Linked DNA regions of Mus musculus: all the other regions are linked to region 5. Evidence: chromatin contacts called from public promoter capture Hi-C data. All regions are on one chromosome and are shown on one strand. The core of a region is the stretch at or near the end of the contact, and the rest is flanking DNA. Distances in the headings are between cores, read along the strand shown.

What was found. Promoter capture Hi-C pulls out the DNA fragments that hold promoters and counts their contacts.
Region 1: a promoter capture Hi-C map of 3T3-L1-derived adipocytes shows a contact between it and region 5, with 3 times the contacts expected there. The contact joins the promoter of Plekho2 here to the promoter of Aph1c in region 5. A contact is called at or near these places in 4 of 39 promoter capture datasets (3T3-L1-derived adipocytes, the HPC-7 cell line, pre-B cells and 1 more).
Region 2: a contact with region 5 is called in a promoter capture Hi-C map of pre-B cells, with 6 times the contacts expected there. The contact joins the promoter of Oaz2 here to the promoter of Aph1c in region 5. A contact is called at or near these places in 2 of 39 promoter capture datasets (erythroid cells and pre-B cells), 3 of 484 Hi-C or Micro-C datasets (B cells, pre-B cells and regulatory T cells) and 1 of 115 datasets of contacts at active chromatin or transcription factors (astrocytes).
Region 3: a contact with region 5 is called in a promoter capture Hi-C map of pre-B cells, with 2.2 times the contacts expected there. The contact joins the promoter of Rbpms2 here to the promoter of Aph1c in region 5. A contact is called at or near these places in 2 of 39 promoter capture datasets (the C10 cell line and pre-B cells).
Region 4: a contact with region 5 is called in a promoter capture Hi-C map of erythroid cells, with 9 times the contacts expected there. The contact joins the promoter of Ints14 here to the promoter of Aph1c in region 5. A contact is called at or near these places in 2 of 39 promoter capture datasets (erythroid cells and pre-B cells).

What each region holds. Positions count from the first base shown.
Region 1 is chr9:65,578,660-65,581,361 of GRCm38.p6, forward strand. Plekho2 (pleckstrin homology domain containing, family O member 2) reads right to left here and starts at 1,428. Exons shown (of 6, transcript NM_153119.3): 1 at 1,279-1,428. The coding sequence starts at 1,290.
Region 2 is chr9:65,675,115-65,677,814 of GRCm38.p6, forward strand. It overlaps Oaz2 (ornithine decarboxylase antizyme 2), which reads left to right and starts at 1,434. Exons shown (of 5, transcript NM_010952.3): 1 at 1,434-1,651. The coding sequence starts at 1,632.
Region 3 is chr9:65,629,287-65,631,986 of GRCm38.p6, forward strand. It overlaps Rbpms2 (RNA binding protein with multiple splicing 2), which reads left to right and starts at 1,296. Exons shown (of 8, transcript NM_028030.3): 1 at 1,296-1,611. The coding sequence starts at 1,543.
Region 4 is chr9:64,959,555-64,962,333 of GRCm38.p6, forward strand. It overlaps Ints14 (integrator complex subunit 14), which reads left to right and starts at 1,278. Exons shown (of 13, transcript NM_001077631.2): 1 at 1,278-1,384; 2 at 2,140-2,444.
Region 5 is chr9:66,833,393-66,836,092 of GRCm38.p6, forward strand. It overlaps Aph1c (aph1 homolog C, gamma secretase subunit), which reads right to left and starts at 1,314. Exons shown (of 6, transcript NM_026674.3): 1 at 1,094-1,314. The coding sequence starts at 1,206.

The DNA.
Region 1 (2,702 bases), core at 178-2,677, 1.3 Mb before region 5:
CCCAGATACTTCAGGAGTTTTTGATATCTGGGAGTCACAAAGTAGCCATGTTAGAGATTAGGGACCAGAGGGAGAACAGGGCTGACTTTGCTGAGCCCAGGAAGCCCCAGGAGAACTTCCTTTAACTGGGGACCAAAGCAGATCAGGAGATGGAGTAATTCTGACCCACATCCTCTGGGAGCACGGGGAGGGGCTTTGGACAGAGAGCACAGCCATTGCAGGAGTGGAACCGAGGGCAGGCAGCCGCCATGACAGCAAGGAAAGAAACCACAGCAAAACATAGTGGCCTGACTTTGACCCCTACCTGTACCCACTCTGAGTGCAGGGACCACAGTTAGGTCTAGCGGAGGAGGGTAGGCCCTGTGTTTCATAGAAGAGGAAACCCGGGCTGAGAGGGGAAGTGACTTATCTACCACCTCACAGAAACTCGGGGTCTAGCCTAGAGGGAACAGCCAGCCTTGCAGTGACTCCAGGAAATACGCAAGTGCTCACTGACAGGAATACGGATGGCTGAGCTCACTGAAGGCTCCCCAGCTGGCCTGGGTGGCTACAGGAGGGAAGGCTTCATCTTCTTCCCCGCCCTTCAAGGGATAAGAATGTCTTCTTACTCGTGCAATAAGTGACTGCTGTATACTGAATACTTGGATAACGAGAATGTGGCCAAAATCTAGTTTGTATGCAGAGGGCAGAGGAGGCCCAAGGGACGTTGCTGATCCAGTCCTTGCTACCGGGAGACTCAGTTGACCTGACCCTTCAACTAACATCCTCTGATAGACACAGCTCAAGAGCACTGGGAACTCTGAGATATTTACACAAGGAAGACAAAAGCAATTTCTTCGTTCCTGCCATCAGGCTCCGTTACAATCTCAGATTTCTTGAAAACAGTGACCCAGGACCCTGAAGAACTTCCCTCCCCTAACACACACCTCAGAAGCAGACCTGGCTGAGGCAGGCAAAGAAAGCCAAGAAAGGGTGTAACGGGATTCAAGCACAGCAACCCTGTCTACTTTCAGCAAGTCACCCAACTCTCCAGAGCCTCAGTCTCCCCATCAATCCAATGGGAACCATGACAGGCACTGTTTCCAGTTGGTAAGAAACGCCCAAAACATAACTGAGGATGCTGTCGGCGGGATGCAGACGAGACCTCCATCCCGCCCCTACCCCATTGGTCCAGGTTCTGCTTGAAGGGAAGGACTGTGCAGAAAGACCCGTGGAAGTAGGACGGGCAGCACCCGAGCCCAGCACTCTTGTTCCGTCTGGCCCAGCCCTCGCCCTCACCTCCTCCTCCATGGCGAGTTTGCAAGGTCCGGCGGCTTCGCCGCTTACTGCTGCCCGCGTTGCGCGGGCTCCGCTTGCTCCATCTACGCGCAGCCGGGCGGCGGCTTGCTGTCTTCTGTCCCGCCGGGCGCCCGGGGCCCAAGAAACTTCGGGGGGCGGGGCTGGAGCCGGGGAGGGGCTTCCGGGGGCTGGGGGCGGGGCCAGGGAGGGATACAGCGGCCTCCAAGCCCCCGCCCGCAGCTGGGTGAGGAGCATGGCCGGGTGGGGGGTTCAGGGGCGGGGCCAGGGCGGATCCTGGGCGGGGCCTGTCTTCAGCTCCGGGAATGGACGGAAGAACCTAGGCGGAGCTGAAGTAGCAGGAAGAGGGCGGAGAGAGGTTTCCCGGACCAAAGCAGGGAGAAGGACTGGGAGGGGGTAGAGGCTAGGGAGGTGGGGGATACGGAGGGGGAGGGGGCTTCCGGCCCAGAGGCGGAGGCGAGGGATGCTGGCGGGGTGGGGCAGGGCGGGGGCGGGGCGGGGCGGGGCGGGGGCGCGGCTGACCAAGCAAGCCCGGGAGGCAGTGGGTAGCTGATGCCTTTGAGGTTGCCTAACCCAGTGGGCCTGGGTTGCGGGGGACTGGATCCAGCTGCCAGGGCAGTTCAGAAATGAGTACACAAAGAGGCTCGTCCCCTTTCTTCCCCCAATTTGAAGTAGTGGCTATGGTCTTCGGTCTGTGGAACTTCAGGGTGGGGCCGGCCATGAGCTTGGAATTTATGACCAGAATCAAGTTTGGACTCGGTTCCTTAATAGAGGGTCTCTGAAATCCCAAACTCTGTGCTCTCCTTTCCCTCGTTCAACCCCTTTCTGGTTCTCATGTTGTGAGCCGACTCCATCACCCTAACTCCCTTCGGCCCTGACCTGACCACGTTGCTAGAGAGTGAAGAAACCCTTTAAGTTCTACCATGTACTTTTATTTTTATTTTGAAGAAACAGGCTCGGAGAGTGACTGTCACAGCCAAACCTCCAGCATCCCGCGCGCGCGCGCACACACACACACACACACACACACACACACACTATCTTTCCTAGTCAGGTGTGCTGCATGCTACAGCACCCAGAATTTTGTGCTTGTGGGATAGATTAATGATGATCTGTTTTGACTCTGGGTGACCTAACCTCAGCTACATCAGTTGACCAAACTTCTCTTTCACTGCCCTCTGCTGGCCTTTGGGCTCAGGTCCTTTTCAGTTCAACGTGAAAGAGGATGGAACACACTGCCCCTCGTGCCTGGAACTGGTCCTTACACCTAAAGGGTGGAGAGGGGTTGTGAGATGACCTATTGGTTAGGAACACTTGCTGCTCTTCCAGAGGACCTGGCTTTGATTCTCAGCACCCACATCGTGGCTCACAACTGTCTGGAACTCCAGTTCCAGACGATCCGAGGT
Region 2 (2,700 bases), core at 184-2,683, 1.2 Mb before region 5:
AAGTACAGGTTTTTCAAGCTGTCTCTTCTGCGTGTTGCTTTCTTTGCAGTGTCCTTCAGACTGAGTACTTACCTCATATTGTGATGGCCTCTCTCTCTGGACAGATTGTGACATCCAAGGTAGGTACATTGCCTGGCCCATTGTGGAAGCTTCCTGGATTCCTGCCCATGCTAGAAGCACATAGTATGTAGCTATTTACTGAACTTTGACTAAATGAACGGATGATTTGAGGTGACCACTGTGGTCTGAGAGTGCATCCTCTCCCTTTCCCTCTGCCCCACCTCTCTCTCTCTCTCTCTCTCTCTCTCTCTCTCTCTCTCTCTCTCTCTCTCCCCTCCCTCCCCCACCCCCAAGATAGGGTCTCACCATGTTACACTAAGCAGCCTGGAACTTGTTGCCTGCGTACTACAAGCTGGCCTTCAACTCACAGAGCCTCACCTGCCCCTGCTTCCTGGGTGCTAAGATAGATAAAGGCTTACACAGTCTCTACTGACTGCAGTCTAAGTTGACTGCACAGGTTTGACAACTAGGGTTCTCCTGTGAGTGTGGCTGGGATTTGGGGGTGTGTGTACATTGCTGCCTGGCCTCTGTGATTAGAGGGCCAGGTAAGACAGTGGCAGTGCACTAGGTGCCTTGCATGATCGATTGAAGCAGCTTGCACCGATTGGCTGGAAGCCACTGTCATTGTACTATGAATTGAAGGAAAAGATCTGTGGGATTAGATTCACACTGGAAATGGTGCTACTCTATGAGGAGTATTCTTCTATTTCAGATTTTGTTTTGTTTAGTGACATGGGTTTACAAATACTATTCTCCGGTTTCGGTTTGGCCACACACCAAAAGCAGCAAGTGCCCAGTGTGGTGAGGCACACTATTTCCAGCACTTGGCAGGACAGGAAGTAAAGGAAGGAGGATGGGGGTTTCCAAGTCATCTTCCAGTGAGTCTGAGGCTAGCCTGAGCTACAAAGACTGTATCAAAAAACAAACAAAAGGCAGACATGAACGAGTGGAGAGGGCTCAGCGGATAAGAGCACCGGTTGGTCTTCAGAGGACTTGGGTTCAATTCCCAGCCTCTACATGGCAGGTCACACTGTCTGTAACTCCTGTGCCAGGGGATCTGACATCCTCATATAGAGATACATGCAGGCAAAACACCAATGTGTATAAAAAATAAACATACATAAATGATTAAGAAAGAACAAAAGCAGAAATGAAGACTGGCCTTAGCCAAGCAGAACCTGAGTTCCTGGCATCGAGAGAGACCTCTTTCCCCTCTTCTCCCTGGCTACCGCCCCTCTTCCCGAGATGATAGCTTGCCCTTAGTACGCCTGCGCCCAGGCGGGGCGGTGCTTCGCCCTTTGTTGTGGGCCCCAGTTTCCCAGGACACCAAGCGGCGCTGGGTGGGGCTATGCAGATGAGGTACTTGGGGGCGGGGCGGTTGCGCGGCGGCGGCCGGGGAGGGTCAGTTGGAGGCAGGCGCTCGCTGAGGCAAGAGGAGGGCACTCGGCCCGCGGCCTGACAGGGACTTAGCCCACAGAGACCGGCCCGCGCGCGCGACCCCACACCCACCCACTCGTCCACCTACCCACTCCCCGCGCCGCCTCCTCCCACCCTGAGCAGAGCCACCGAGGATGATAAACACCCAGGACAGGTAACGGCCCGGCGCAGGCTCCCCGCCCCCATCCTCCCTCCGCAGCTCCAGAGGCCTTCGCACCCCCCCCCACCCCCGCAGCCTGCCCCCAGCCCCCAGGGGGCTCCATCCGCTCCCACTGTTCCTCTCGCCATCCCAGCCACTGCCACCCGAGTCCTGAAATCGGGCCTCCTTCCGTCCTTTAGCCCCCTTCCTCCAGCCCTGCCCATCCCCCTCATCCGGGTTTTCTCCTCGCCCGGAGCCCCCCCCCCCCAAAAAAAAAAAAAAACCTGGACATAGCCAGTCAGTCGCTCCGTTTTCTTAAGCCCAGTGGGACGGTGCCCAGTCCCCCATACTGTGGGCTTTCTCCCACAGATTCCCCGAATTGGTTCTTATCTTCCCTAAATCTTTCTTACTCCTCCACAAGTCACTTAATCGCTTTAAATCCATTCTCTAGTGAAAATTGCTTCCCAGGCAGACTCCTCTCAGCCCTGCCTGGCTGTCCCCAAAGACAAGCTCTGTCCGGCAGTTCTCAACTCAACCCTTTCCCCCTCTTCCCACCTCCTTGGGATGTGCAGTCCCACTCTCTTCCCCACCCTTCTCCAGGTAGGCCCCATTTTCCTGTCTGGGAACCCCCACTCTTTATTTCTCTAACACTATGGAGTCCATTCCTGCCCTCCAGCCTGTTTTTCCAATGATGTTGCCAACACTCTTCTACACACTCTTACCCTTTAAACACTACAAAGTCTCAGTTGGTACTCATCTTACCGCCCCCCCCCTTCTTTAAAATCATTACAATGCCCAACTTAGTCTCTCCCCTTTCCTGGGAAGATCATTAAGTGCTACCCCCTTTTAAATTTCACTCCAGGGCCTCCAAAACCAGATCCTGGGCCTTTGGAAGTTACCTACCTCAAGACCCAATCCCTGTTTCCCCCAGGATTTGAAATGCATTATTCTTTTGAAATGGTGTGGGTTTCTTAACTTTCAACCAAAGTAGGCAGAAGTCATCCCTTTAGTTACCCTCCCTTTTTCCATGTCCTCAGATATCCCACATTTCTGTCCCAGACAGA
Region 3 (2,700 bases), core at 46-2,545, 1.2 Mb before region 5:
CCTGAGCCGAGCCCAATCCGCTCTCCTCTCAGCTATGGCTGCTCAAGGATTATCGGGGACTGCGGCTGGGATGTCTCAGTGCACATAAAGGAACCCATGGGCAGGGGCGCACGAAAGAACCCCAGTGCTCTGGCGGCTCCGCAGGGCAGTCAGGGCCGCTACTCTTCCAGTGCGACTTCAGGTAGGTGCCGGTTTTTTACAGGCTGCTGGCAGGAGACGTCCTGGTCAGCATTTATTCGGCCTGGGGGAAAATCCGGCCCTGAGGCCGCCCCCCCCCCCCCCCCCCGCCACCACTGGGTGGGAGTCTAGGCGACCCCGCCCTAGGCGTCAGCCGGCTCTTCCCTCCCCCACCCTGGGGTTCGGAATTGGAGCGGAAAAAGAACGAGCCGTGAGAAGTCTTAAAAGCGGGGTGGAGGTAACGAACGGAACCTTCTAGGTTAGTCGAGGTACCCCCCCTTCCTGAAGTTAAAAAGGATTGGGCTTCCTTCACCTCCTCTTTTGAGGTGACGGAGGTTGTGAGAGTGAGGAAAGAATTTGTATTCTAATCCCCACCAACTGGGCTGGAATCCTCTGGCCAGATAGGGGAAGTGATTTCCTCAAGGTCACTCAGCCAAAAAAAAAAAAAAAAAAAAAACTCTCGGTGACTTGCTCAAGATCAGGTGTTTGCCGCCCTACCCCTTCCTCGCCTTCACCCCCAAAACCCGGTCCCCGGCTGCTTCGCGCGAAGAGAACCGCTGGCCCGGACCCGACAGGAATTCGGGGCGAACGATGTGCTCGCGACAGCCTACACCTCCACATCTGGGCATGAAACCGGGAGCCCCGCTGCCGCCGCCGCCGCCCTCGCCCTGGCTGGGGATGCAACGTGCGGGTCACCTCAAGCTCCACCCAAGCCCGCGCGGCTCCTTTAAGAAAAGTTCTCTGAGAGAGTTCATCAAAGTTTAAAAAACTTGTCTGGGAGAAGGGAACGGTGGGGTGCAAGGGAGCCGAGTCGGGGAGAGAAAGGGAGAAGGGGGTGGGGGTCGACCAAGGAAGCGGAGTCGGGAAAACGCCGGAGCCAAGGAAGGCAGAAAGGCCGGAGCGTCGCGGCCCGGGCCGGGGCTGGGGACCGGGCCGGGGCCGGGGCGAGCCCGCACTGGGCTGCGGGGATTGGCTGCGCGTTCCCCCGGAGACCGCGCGCGGGGCGGGGGCGGGGCGGGGGAGGGGCGGGCCGGGCCCCAGCTGAGGCCGGTTCCGGCGCCCGCCCCCTCCTCCGGCGCCCGCCCCCCGCCGCCGCGAGCGCACTCGCGGGCCGCCCTGAAAAGCCGGAGGCGGTGGCCGCACGGGCTCCGCTCCCTCGGGTTCCCGGTGCCTTGCCCCTCCGGCCGCCTCCCGCACCCGCCAAACTTAATGTGATCCCCCCCCCCTTTCCTTTCTCCGTAGCCTGACGCGGCAGCAGCCGCTTTCCTCACCAGCTCGCACTCTCCTCGGGGGCGCACGGCTCGCCGTGCCCCTGCCCACCACGGGACAGAGCGTCCCGCTTCCCTCTCCGCGTCCCCCCTCACCATGAGCAACCTGAAGCCGGACGTCGAGCACTGCACGGGCGCGGGCACCGGCAGCCCGCTGGAGGAGGAGGTGGGTGTGCGGCCGCGGGAGCCGGCGCGCGTGAGGTGCACGCGGGGCCGCGGGCGGCGCGAGGTCCTGCGGGCCACCGCTCCTGGCGCCTTCCCTCCGCTGCCCTTCGCCCTGGGGAGGAGCAGCCCATGTCCAGCGGGCGGAGGCGTGCGGCCTGAACTAGCCCGGCGGGGCCGGCATTGTCTCCCCGCCCTCCGGGGCTCGAGGAGGGCGCGCGTCCCCGTGGTGGGCTCGGGGCGCCGCGGAGGTCCTACTCCCGCTGCCCTCCTTCCCCAAGCCCGGTGGGGCTTACGCTTCGCCTGAGGCGCGCCTCCTGGGTGGCCTGGACCTCCGCCCCGACTGTAAGGAGCTGAGAGGGATTATCCCGGTGGGTGCGGGAAGCTGGCTCACCCTCCAGCCTTTCCACCTCGCCCCCTCCCCGTGACCTTGGAGGCCTGGCCGGCTGCCCTGCGCTTAGGTTAGAGCTGTGGTCTCAGTGGGCAGGCGGGCTTTTCGCCCTGTCTCAGAACTTGGGCTTCTTCAGAGAGTTGAGCCGGCAATTTAATTAAAGTCGGAAAAGAGAGAAGTTAGAAGCCTTGAGTATCCCCTGTTCTCGCCCTTTGACCTAGTAGCCAAGCCAGTACCCCACACTGGCCAGGGTGGGATCTTCCAAGGAGAGGTGACATAATCTTGTCCAGCTGCCCTATGCAGAAAAAGAGGTTATGAGACCGCGTCAAGGAATCATCACTGCTCGTGGTTTTATCGCCTGGTGAGGACGACGTACTTGTGGGGGATAAAAAACCTTTAAGGTAACTTCGAGTGGAAACTAGGCAGGCCGGCTCAACTACTATGGGTTCTAGGCTCCTAGGGAGCTCTTTAACGTATGCTGTGTCACTCCAGGGCTGAGAGACCCTTCCTGCCCCGCCCTGGCATACTTTTGCCCAGGAAACCAAGGGCCAGTTATCCAGCCCTAGGGCCCTTCCCCTTGGTCTGGGGTAGAAACCGCAGAGGCCCTGATGTTTCTTACTGGTTGTGCTAATGAGTTGGTGCAGAATGACCCACTGTTGGGCTGGGCCAGCAAGAGGCCTGCTACCAGCTTCAGTGCACCAG
Region 4 (2,779 bases), core at 28-2,527, 1.9 Mb before region 5:
GACAACAAATCTGAACACCTATCAGATCATTAAAAATGAGCAAACTAATTAACTTAAGTTTAGTCTTTAAGGTCATAAACCAGACCATGTATCTAAGCTGGCCTAGAACAGCAATCCATGGCTGAATCATCACCACAATAGAGCAACTAGACAGATAACTCCTCTGTCTGCATAGTCTTGGCCAGATCTCTCCCATTACGGCTAAGTAATCAGGCTATATATTCTTACTTACCTAGAGCCCCATAACTGTTCAAACATAGCAAGGTCTTTTGAAATATTGAAACTAGCCTGGTTGGAGAAAGATGTCCTGCAGCAAACAAAAGCTAAGTCTACAGGCCATGCGGCCTTGATATTGGTTCCCCAGAGTCTAGTGTTGGCTTTCTCTGCCACCTCTAATAGAAAGAGGAAACATTAAAGAACAACAAACACTTTCCCACGGAGCAAGTTGTGGTAAGTCAGTTCTAAGAGTTTCCCTTCCTTATCCCGCTTGCAACCCATAAGCTTAAAGAAAGCCATATGCCTAAGACTTTACAGGGAGCTCTGTGTTCTCACTTGTAATTGCTGTTGTGAAGTATTGGTCTTTGAACCATAACTACCCAGCGTTCTGTTAGCATCCGTTGAGGCCTACTACTAACTGACATTCTCCAGGCCCCTACAGCCCACAGGGTTAGCAAGTCACCTTTTGCCCACCTCACCCTCTCATCCCCGCCCAGGAACTCCCTGAGGCATATGCTATGCTAGGGACACCTGGTGGAGAGAAGCAGGCAGGGACCCTCAAAGCCTTACATGGAATCCTAAAAGCAAAACCTTCAGCACATCTCAGGCACAAAAGCAATAACTGAGTCACGCTTCTGCCGGTCTCAAAGTCAGGGTAGGGAAATAACGTGGTACTAAGATCTCAATGCAACTTAGACTCAGGGCAGCCAGGTGCTTACAGTCTGAGCACTCAGCCGGGGATTACAGTTTTTTAAGAGTAGGAAGAGCATCCTACTGTTCTGTCGGTGTGACTGAGAATTCTGAAGAAGAAAAGCAATGACAGAAATGTTAGACACTGGCCAGGGGTCTACAGGTTAATAAAAAGGCAAAGCAGAGATAAATGGAGGGAGGCACCCAGAATGGGGTAAGACAAAGGGGGAAGGGCCAGAAACCCCCCGCAGGGCTCAGCCTGGGAGGAAATTGGGGCTCCGTGGGCAAGAGACAGAGGAGGAGCACCCCCTAGCGTCCCGGGAGAGCCACAACCCAGCGCCCGTGGGCTGGAAGCCCCGCCCAGCCCACGCTATTCGCTGCCTCCGGGTTCCCTTATGTCGCACGGCCCTTAAGTTCCGGCTATGGCGCGCGGACGGAAGGTTTAAGCGGACGGACAGAGGCTGGAGATGGGCTCCGGGTAAGTCAGGGAATGTGCCTGTTGAGGGCTGTGTTTCGATGGCGGTTGGGGTTACAGGGGAAGGAGTGGAAGGAACAACACAGGGCGGGCGGCGGACCTTCTCTGAGGCCCGCGTAGGGTGGCGGTCTCAGGGGCGCTGGCTCCAGGGCCTGCGACAGGCCTGCCCTCTGTGTGGCCCGGGTCTTGTAAGCAGCAGGATTCCGCGCTTGGGGCCGTGTTTCTTCCTCCCCTGAGAGTCTTCCGTCCCTGGACCCTGAGACTTCCGTCCCCTCTTTCCCCGAGAGTTCCATACAACAAATGTTTTGGGCTCGTTTTAAAGGTAAAGGTCTATTCTTCAGTTGCAGTCTTAAGTGAACTCTGCTGCACTTCAGGCTACCCATTCAGATATTAATCATCTGAGAATTTAGAGGAATTCGTAGGGCAAGCCAGAGCGACAGAAAAGCCGACGTGTATGCACTTAGAAACTGAAGTGGAGCTTTGAGAGATTCCTGAGCGTCAAATTGCTATGAATGGGCTAATGATCCCCTTCAGAGTAGAACTATAAATGTAATTGATGGCTTTTAGAGCAGTCATGTGGCGAGGATGTATCATCAGGAGTAGACTGTCCAGGAGAAAGAAAACCCTTGGTTATCTGAAACATTGTAAAATGGTACCAATTGGAAAGGCTGAGGGCGGTGTGGGGAAATTTGATCAGAGTCAGCCCAAGTGAGAAATACATCGTGTTATCTACTAATGAGAGATCTTTTATTTTTCAGTTTTGTGGCTAAGCCCAGACTGCTTGAGTGAAACAGCCTTCAGGGACGTTCCATTCTTTCGTTTATCCCAGTGCTTACAACCCAAAAACAAAATTGGATTGCCACAAGTCGGCCACGGCTGAGGAAGTGCACTCGGGCCCTGACACAAATGCATCAGTCAGGAGAAAGAGCCAGCTTCTCAGGTGTCTTCAGAGAAGGCCAGACTGACAGCTGCGGTCACCCATTGCAGTGCTAGCAGCAATTTCATGGACTGGAAGTGCTTGTTGGTACTTGATCCAGAAAACTGTTTCTCAATCTCTTAAGAGGTGAGGGCGTGATCATCAGCTTTAAAAACCATAAAGGCTTCCGTGCATAAATGTGACCCACAAGAGCTGGATAAACTGCACCTGAGCAGAAGTGCAGGACTCCCTGGTGGCTCTGCTTAAATAAGAAAGTGTATTTTTGTGTACAGAGTTAAAATTTACAATGTATTTTCCTAATGAATTAATGTATGTTGTATTAGGGGTAGTTCATTGGTTATGTTGAGATTTTGATGAGCACCTGCTGTGTGCCAGATGTAAACCTGAGTAGACATTAGGAAGCAAAGTCTTTTTAAAATTTTATTATTTTTTTATTTTTTTTTTGGTTTTTCGGGACAGGG
Region 5 (2,700 bases), core at 64-2,563:
TTTTAGGAAAGAACCCCTTCACATGGTATTCCGAATCAGCATTTGCTAATCAATGGTCCATTTTCCTCCTAGTGAAAAAACAGTCCAAGAGGAACGTCAGATGCCCTCAACAAGGACGATTCAGTGACCCTGTCTGTGTACACCAGAACACTATCTGCCAAGGACTGGCAACGAGGAAGTTGGTTACTGCTTTGCCTCATTGGTGTGCCATAGAAACATATAACCAGTGGCTGTTACAATTTTCATATCCTAGAAAATGTGAATTTAATGGCTTAGCTGTCTGTAAAGATAAGTATCTTTTCTGAAGGAAAACAAACACCTACACCTGTATTTATTGTGTGCACCATGGAAAACTCAGAAGTTGAAAACCCATGCTGTGGTCTAGTTGTTTTCCAGGCCCGGTTCTTACAACCTTCCTGTGGACTTTAAGGACACAGCAAGCTTGACGTTCAACAGACTCTATTGATTTTTAATGCCAACAGCGAAGGAGCACTATTTATTACAGGAAAAAAGAACGCAGAGAGGCTGGAGTTCCTGGCTAGCCAGTGAGTTGCCTGGGTGCCAAGTCTCAGAAACTCAGTCTCAGCAGGTGCAAAGGGATCAAGACCGCAGTCACCAGCAGAGTTAGATATTTACCAAGTTCTCAGCAAGACTGGTCAGGTGTTGCAGCGGTTTTCTCAGGCTTTCACCATTGGCTGCACCCCAACCATTACCCAGGGGCCTACAAGAAAAATCTGAGCCCAAATTCCTCACAGGCATTCTGAGTCCAAGAACGGGGGTTGAGGAGGTGGACAACTGATCCCCAGGTGTCTTTAATGGCAGAGAGTGAGAACAGCTCTTCGATGCCGCTGAGCACTGAGTGAAATGAGAAATTCCTACGGAAAGACTAAGGCTCCATACACGAATGTATCCACTTATTCCCATCTTCCACAGAAGCCAAGACCCGCAGGACTCGCCTGCTCAGCCTGAACCCCCTCCCCCCAGTCTTGGACAGTCCCACAAGCTGGGAGCCACTGGGAGATGGGGATCCCGGGGTCGTGGAAACCCAGGAGAGGGAGGGACCCGCGGTGTCCGGGACTCGGCTCAACCTCACCCAGCGATGAGGAAAATGACGCGCAAAGGGTCGGTGGCGATGGTGAAGAGGTAGAGTGCGAACGCGGGCCCGAAGGCGATGAAGGCGCAACCGAAGAACACAGGCAGCGTCATGGTACCCACAGAAGCCAGTCCCGGGGGACCTGAGTGGATCCGAGGTGACTGGGACGATTTCTTAGCGGAATGCGGGGCGGGGCAGGCCTGCCAGGTACTCCGGGCTCGATCAGAGAAGGGGGCGGAGCAAAGCCCGGGAGGCGGGGCCTCGAGGTGCTCCAAGGCTTTTTTGAGCGGAGGGCGGGACGTACGAGAGGCGGTGCCTTAGGGGCGGTTTCTGGCCAATCAGAGCCTGGGGGCGGTGCAGGACACAGCCAGTCAGAGCAGAGGGCGGAGCGGCGCTCTAGATGAAGTGCCTTGAGATGCTCCGCGGCTTGTTTTTGCAGAGGGCGGGGTGGAGTCGAGGAGGCGGGTCCTCGAGCTGCTCCACAGCAAGGCAGGACTGGGCGGGGGCGGAGCTCGAAAAACAGAGCCTGTATCGCACAACGGTCAGTCGCAGAGGGGTGTCCAGGCGGATCTCGGGAGGTAGTTCCAGGAGGTGCTCCAGGCGCTGAGAGCGAATGGCGGTGCAGGATTCGGGAAGCTATTTCTTGAGAGGCTCAGAGTACTGTTAGAACCTGTGCAGCGGCATCGAGAAGCTGTCAGAGAGGCGGTTCCTCGAGGGGCTCCACGTGCTGTCAGAACCGGGGCGGCCTCTAGTGTCTCTGCGTGCGTACAGCGCAGGGGACAGGGCCTCGAGGGGCTTCACAAGCGGTCAGAGCGGAGGTGCAGCCTGGAAGGATTCGGTGTGCGGGCAGGCTGGGCAGCAACGCGGCCTCCTGGGACTCCACGTGCCGTCAGACTGCGGGGCGGGGCCTTGAGGGCTGGGCAGTTCTTCAGAGCACTCGGGGTGCTGAGAATGGAAAGGGGTCCTTCAAGGTTTCTTCTCTAGGTTTCTTGGGGCAATGAAAGTTGCCCGCCGAACTGGGCGGGCGCCTAGACCTCCGAGAGGCAAAGGGCTACACCAAGCCTCAGACTTGCCAGCGCTGCAGGTCCTTATTCCAAAGCGTGGCTCACTGAAGACTTAAAAGCTGTGCCCCAGCCCTCTTGCCTGTGGGTACACATTGTCCCTGGTGCTGGCCAACTGTAAGGTGGTCTAAGGGAGATTACCAGGCCACTTTTGTGCTGAAGGTCAATTGAAGTAAACAGCAGGACAGGGGCACGGTTCCTTTAAAGTAAGTATTTTTTCTGTGTCCGTGGTTGCAGGAATGTGGGGCTCCCATCCTATGTAAAAATCCAACTGGGCTGGTATGACCCAGGTGAATCATCCCCTATGGAAAAGGAATAATGAAATACTGACGAGTTGTTCTGACAAGTTGGTTTCTGTGCCACTAACAGCCCTGATCTCCAAAAACTTAAAAAATTTTAAAGGCATTCTCTAATCATATCTGAATTTAAATTTCAGGACAAACAACCACAGCTATGTTAAGAATGCTACAAGGTTAATATTGACTAATTACATTCATGTTTGTGGAGAATTGAAACGCTGTAGATACAGAGCCAATATCTTGGGCT